2 separate regions of the Sus scrofa genome follow, and region 2 is linked to region 1. The links are chromatin contacts, called in public HiChIP or PLAC-seq maps. All regions are on one chromosome and are shown on one strand. Each heading gives the region's core, a stretch centred on a gene start, on an enhancer-like site or on the middle of the called end of the contact. The rest is flanking DNA. Distances are from core to core; before and after follow the strand shown. Region 1 holds the start of MRPS21 (28S ribosomal protein S21, mitochondrial). Region 2 holds the start of MTMR11 (myotubularin related protein 11).

The links. HiChIP or PLAC-seq counts read pairs in DNA pulled down with a chosen protein or histone mark.
Region 2: an H3K27ac HiChIP or PLAC-seq map of alveolar macrophages shows a contact between it and region 1. The contact joins the promoter of MTMR11 here to the promoter of MRPS21 in region 1. A contact is called at or near these places in 1 of 5 promoter capture datasets (fetal liver), 1 of 47 Hi-C or Micro-C datasets (heart right ventricle) and 1 of 2 datasets of contacts at active chromatin or transcription factors (alveolar macrophages).

Annotation. Positions count from the first base shown.
Region 1 is chr4:98,793,573-98,796,627 of Sscrofa11.1, forward strand. It overlaps MRPS21 (28S ribosomal protein S21, mitochondrial), which reads right to left and starts at 1,651. Exons shown (of 3, transcript XM_013988092.2): 1 at 1,461-1,651; 2 at 688-802. The coding sequence starts at 770.
Region 2 is chr4:99,113,736-99,116,790 of Sscrofa11.1, forward strand. It overlaps MTMR11 (myotubularin related protein 11), which reads left to right and starts at 1,439. Exons shown (of 17, transcript NM_001243446.1): 1 at 1,439-1,660; 2 at 1,989-2,079; 3 at 2,525-2,646; 4 at 2,877-2,937. The coding sequence starts at 1,595.

The sequences.
Region 1 (3,055 bases), core at 401-2,900:
TATATAGTTATTTGATTATTCAACTCAACAGGCATTTGTTTCTCCAAACTCTGCCTCACTGAGAAGAGAAAATGATGAAGCAGGACAGAAAGTCAAAATCTTTACAACTAGAGACAAGGGAAGGTTAAGGAGCTCTTTGCTTGAGGCCTTCTTTATTAGAGTCATTCCAAATTTCTTAGCCTAGCATTCAAAACCTTTCAACACAGCTCCTCCACTCCGGCCACTTCATTTCCATCAGCATGTTTTTTGCTTTTGCCGTAATCTTTCTCTGAACCTCTAACACTTTTCCATCTCTTGCTTGCTTCTCTAAGATCCCAAATCTGAGTTCATGTTTCCCATTGGCCTTGTCCCACACCAATCCCTCGATCAGCTTTTAATATGTCATGTACTACCTTCCCCCTTACTAGCAACTTTCTAACTTGATTTTCCCTTTGGGTTTTTTTAAAATCTTGGATAGAATGCAGGTTCGTCATCAAAGATATGACTGCTGATGAATAACCTTCATACAGTTAAATTTGGGGAATAACTTCATTTTTAAGATAGAAAAATGAGGGGCTGAGAAGTTTCAAGTCTGTGAACACCTCAACTGGCACTAGTTTGAGACAACCTATGCCAGGGGAAGAGACAAAACAACCACCCTTCTCAAGAGAGTTGGTCTAGCCATGATTCTGGTCCCTTGGCAGTTACCTGTTTAGGGTCCTGTATGCACCTTCCACGTTCCCTTCCTGTACCATCACAGTCCTGGCAATGAACTTCAGATGATTTGCCATGACCTTGGATTTAAGTCGTTACTCTGCAGGACCTAAAGTATGATGGCGAAAGAAGTAAACTATAGAGATCAGGTAAGAAAGAGAAACACAACAGAATACAAAACCACGTGGCTTATTTATGGGTCTGGAAATGCATCGGGCTCTGGAATATGCGAGACAGGGTCAAGTCCTCATATTCTAGAAAGTACACGCGACTCCCTCATTCTCCTTGCCAATACAAACCCTACCATAGCGATGAAAAGAGACGGTAGCTGGCCGTCCTCACAGAAATTTACTTGCCTAGACAAGGGCCAACTGGGACACTTTGCAGGCGTTCCCCTCCCCCCTAATTACCGCTCACGGTCACAGGACGGTTTGGGGTAGGAGTTGGGAAGGGAGTCCTTCTTGGTGTTTAGGAACGAGGCCAACTGCGCCCTCCCGCCCCAATCTCCTCACTTCCCCCAAACCCAGGACGAAGCCCTCGCTCCTCAGCGCCCCGCCGACGCGAAGCCCGCCTCAAGCGGAAGCGGAAGTTACGTAATCCCCAGCGCCGCGCGCAGACAAGAGGACCCACCCGAGAGAGGAGCTAAGTGGAAACTGTGGAAACCGTGGCAACATTCCTTTTGGCCTGGATCGAAGGTTTCTTCACTCCCCCGGCTCATCGTCAACCCCCGGGCTTGAACTCAACACCTGGCAAAGCAAAATACTTGCCTTAAATTCCCCTCAAACAGCTTCTTCCGTCTTCTCTTGGAGTCGCCGTCCTTCGGCCTCTGAGGTCAGCCTGATTTCCGTACCCCTTAATCCTATTAAATCTTAAATAGATATCTAATCCTTTTCTTTTTCTGGAAGGAAAATGAGAGAAACAGGCGAAGCTTCCTGAGCATGCTTCCTGTTTTCTCTTCGCAAAGGACACAAATTCATTGAGGTCTGTCCTCCGGATGAAAAACAGCTTTACACCCCTTATCTGCCTGAAAACTTAGGAACAGAAAGGAAATGAACATACTCTGAGTTTCCTATAATAGCACCTTCCCAGCCATTTCACTAAATAAAGTGAAATCACTGAAGGAAGAATTGGGAAACATCTGCAGGATTTAGAATCAAAGACTATTTTATGTCAGCTTCTATCCCATTTGTCTCCAAGTGAAACTTAGAAATATCTCTTTTTTAACTTCCTCGTCACTGTGGAAAAAGCTTTCCTTTTATTTTATTCGTATGTTACTTCTACACATATGTCCATCCATTAATGGTTATTCACATAAATTCGAATCTACCGGAAGTGGCTACTGGAAAACAGTAGGGAAAGTCTCAAAAGAAGAAAGCAGGTTCTCAACCAGGTACTTGCGTAATAAGGTTCTTTGAGTACCTCCCCTAAAACACAGGCACATACACACACAGATGTATTCTCGTCAATTATGCTAATAGAATTCACACAGAAACTGAAGCCTGCTTTAGAATAAGCCAGGTTCAAAGTACCAAAATAGAGCTAGGTTAGGACATGACTATGCTCATCAGCAAGCTTTTATTGAAAGCCTAGTTTGTATCAGGAACTGTTGATAATATTTCAGTGTGTCTCAGACTAACAAAGCACAGTAAGTAGGTGTAAAAGATAAATAGTAAAACAAGGTAGAATATGGTAAATGCAAAACACATTATATAGGCGACAACATAATATGGTGAAAAAGCACTGGATTGGAAGTCAGGAGATCTGGATTCTATCCAAAATCCGATACTCATCAGGCATTTGACTTTGAACAAGTCTCTTAAACCAGAGGTCTGCACAGTACTGCCTACAGGTCAAGTCCAACTCCGCTTTTGTTTTTGTAAATAAAACTTCATTGGGGAGTTCCCTTGGTGGCACAGTGGTTAATGAATCCGACTAGGAACCATGAGGTTGTGGGTTCTATCCCTGGCCTTGCTCAATGGGTTAAGGATCCGGTGTTGCCATGAGCTGTGGTGTAGGTTGCAGACGCGGCTCGGATCCCCCATTGCTGTGGCTCTGGCGTAGGCTGATGGATACAGCTCCGATTCGACCCCTAGCCTGGGAACCTCTATATGCTGCGGGAGCAGCCCTAGAGAAGGCAAAAAAAAAAAAAAAAAAAAAAAACAAGAAAACAAACAAACTTCATTGGAACACAGCTCTACTGTTTGTTTATATATTAGGTATAGCTGCTTTGGGCTACATTGGCAGAGTTGTATAGTTGTAGCAGAGGTGTATGGCCCACAAAGTATATATGGTATATGATTCTTGCTGACCCCTTGATTTAAACTCTCAGTCTATTTACTCATTTATAAAATGGAACTAATAT
Region 2 (3,055 bases), core at 189-2,688, 320 kb after region 1:
ATTGAAGAATAGAACAAGGCTCTTGAATGAAGGGTGGTAGGAGAAGGAAAGTGAATAATGGATTTTAATTTGTGGTACACACCTCTTCCTATTGCCACAGACCTTGAGAAGTATTTTCTTCTTCCAAGAAAGGCCCATGGAATGCAGGTGGGGGAGGAGGTGCTTGGTAGCATTTAGGACTTCTAGAATCAGGCTTCTGGGTCACCTTTCTAGCAGGTGTAGGCCTCTCTGTTTCAGATCAACTCCTTTTCACACAGTAGATTCACTATTTCCACAGCTCCAGCCAAGACAGGGAACTTTTAAAGCCGGAAGGGTGTGTGTGCTGGGAGGAGGAGAGAGTTCAGAAACTTCGGAAATCTTGGGCCCCCACCTAAGAATTGCTGCCTCTGTATGGTCTCTAAATCAATAAAACAGCAGCTCATTAACTCTTACTTTGTATTTTATTTCCTTTTTCAAATCTAGATGTAGATTTTTGCAGTCCTACTCCCAGTCACTGTCAGCTACGGTTCCTTTACTTTCCTTCCAGTGCCCTCCCCACCCATCTTTGCTTCTTGAGTTGCAGGGATGGGATTGTTGCACTGAACAGTTTCCAGCCCTCAGCTTTCAAAGTCCTTACATGAATCTTTAATTTGGAGATCTGGTGTCTGGGCTGAAGGGAGGGCTCTTGTACCTGAAGCGGCTCTAGTTTCCAATAGGGTGTGTGTGTGTGTGTGTGTGTGTGTGTTTGTGTGTGTGTGTGTTTGATGGGTTAAGTGGTAAGATCTTTTCCTTGGGCCGCCCATCCCCACCCCCAAAACTTGCAAGTAAACATACCTGTACTTATGTCTGCATCCTGCAGATATTTCAATTTCTCTCCCTACTTTTCCATTGTACCCTTATGAAGTATGCTTCATGCTCTCTGGAGGATATACAAAAACACTTTAACTCACTTTCCTCCCCAATTCTTGGGCCTCCCTAGGCAACAATCTCCTGAAGGCCAATTTCCATTTATTTCTTCTCAACAGCTTTTGTTAGGTCTGTCAGGGGAGGCAGTAAGGAGAACTTAACTACTTTTATTTCCCTCCCACCCCTCCCCCTCCCCCCTTTTAAGAAAGCATAAGAAAACCAGTTTCCCAGGGAAGCCATCACTGTGAGTCCCAGGAAGTGGCCCACATGATTTCAGTTTAATACTGGAATTACTGCTCCCCTCAGTCTCCAAGCTCATTAACAGGAAGCTAATAGGATCTGGGATTAGGGTAAAGAAGGGAATCTGGGTATTTTCTCAGTTCCTCATTTTTTCCGCACCTTTCTTAGGCTCCTCCACTTCCTCTCCACCCTTCCAAAATTGTGTGTATTCCCCTTTAAGGGGCTGGGCATCTCTCCCGCCCTCTTTAGAGTCGACACCGAAGTTTCCGAGGAGCCTTCTCTGGCTGCACTGGACACACCTTTCAAAGACCCCAAATCGTGCTCCGTGCACCACAGATGCTCCTTTCCCTTGAATCCTCCCCCTGCCCCTCTCAGCTTCCCTTCTCTCAACTATCAGATTCAGCCTCTCCCCAAAGGGCTTGAGCATCCTCGCCCCTCGAGTGCTCCATCCCCGGATGGAGCCAGAGAAATGTGGTGGGGGGGCCGGGGCCAGAGTTTCAACATCGCCCCCCAGAAGGAGGAGCCAGAGATGGGGGTAAGGAGTGGAAACTTGGACTTGGGGAAGGGGGGCATTGGCAAGAGGGTGTAAATAGGGGTGATGTGGAGAAAGAGGGAGGAAAAGGATCTTGAGGAGGAGGAGGGTGTGTCTCATATCAACCTCGGTTGATGGAGCTTGGTATTTTTCAGTCTCAAGTTCATTGTCTCATTATCCATTAACCAGCCCCTCCCTTTACTATCTACCAACCCCAGTCCTGAGCTCAGTTTCCCCTGAGACTGAGTGTAGGCCGCCAAAGGTGGCTGCTGAAGTAACCCTAGACCCCAGGATTGGAGAGGCCTGGGGATTAACCCTACACTCTTCCCAGCTCTCGGGACCAAAGTCTGTCCAGGGGCGTGCAATGCCAGAGCCCAGAAGTCGTCAGCTTGGCAGTTGCCTGGCCTCTGGATGTCTCCCAGGTAATAATGCCCTTCCAATACTTCTGATCTCCAAAGACTCCTCCATATTTCGTCCTCCTCAAACCTTGTTTCAAATCTCACCACCAAGATACCTCTGCATTCCTCTCCTGGCTCAAAGTGCTTCTGCCTGAGGCTTGCTCTCCTCTCTGTCCAGGGCCGGCTACAAGCTTGAACCTTGATGGCTCGTCTTGTTTTCTTGACCCTGTTAGTCCTTTTCTCATTTACTTATTCCGTAAATATTGGAGTGACTACTATGTGTGAGGCACTATCTAGACTCTAGAGTAAATGAATGTAAATTCTCTCCTCCTAAGCTTTCATTCTCATGGGGTGAGGGGAGGATCTTAATCTTCCCTCTTTAGATTCTCCAGTCTGAGAGGAGTGGGTGTATGCAAGTGTGGACAACGCAGGGAACAGTCATAACCTCGCTTCCATTCTTGCCCTGCAGGGGAGCAGATCCTAGCATGGGCCCCAGGGGTGAGGAAGGGGCTGGAACCTGAATTGCCAGGAACCCTGATTTGCAGCAACTTGAGGGTCACCTTCCAGCCCTGTGGATGGCAGCGGAGTCAGGTGAGATGGTTAGGGCAGTAGAAAGGACAACTTGCAGGAAGTGGGTAAGGAAGTCTAGAAGATTTCGACAAACATTACAGGAAGTGTGATAATAAGTTATGCTTAAGGGCTGTCTTCTGAGAGTATCAGGGATAGTCCATGGGGACGCTCTCCAGGGAGGCTAGAGCTGCCAAGGTAGGATATGAACGAGACTCCAGACCACTTCAGCATCAGTCATGTGCTTCCTCTAGGAGACTCCCCTGAGCAGTGAGTATGATTTTTCCCTGGCCAACATTGGACGATTAGAGGCTGGTAAGTGTGGGGGTTTGGTGAAGGGGCTCACTGGGGTATTGGGACCCCTCCTCATCCTTCCTCTGTTCTCAGAGGACAGCCTGAGTGGATGGAGTGGGATGCACTGGAAGTTCCTCCT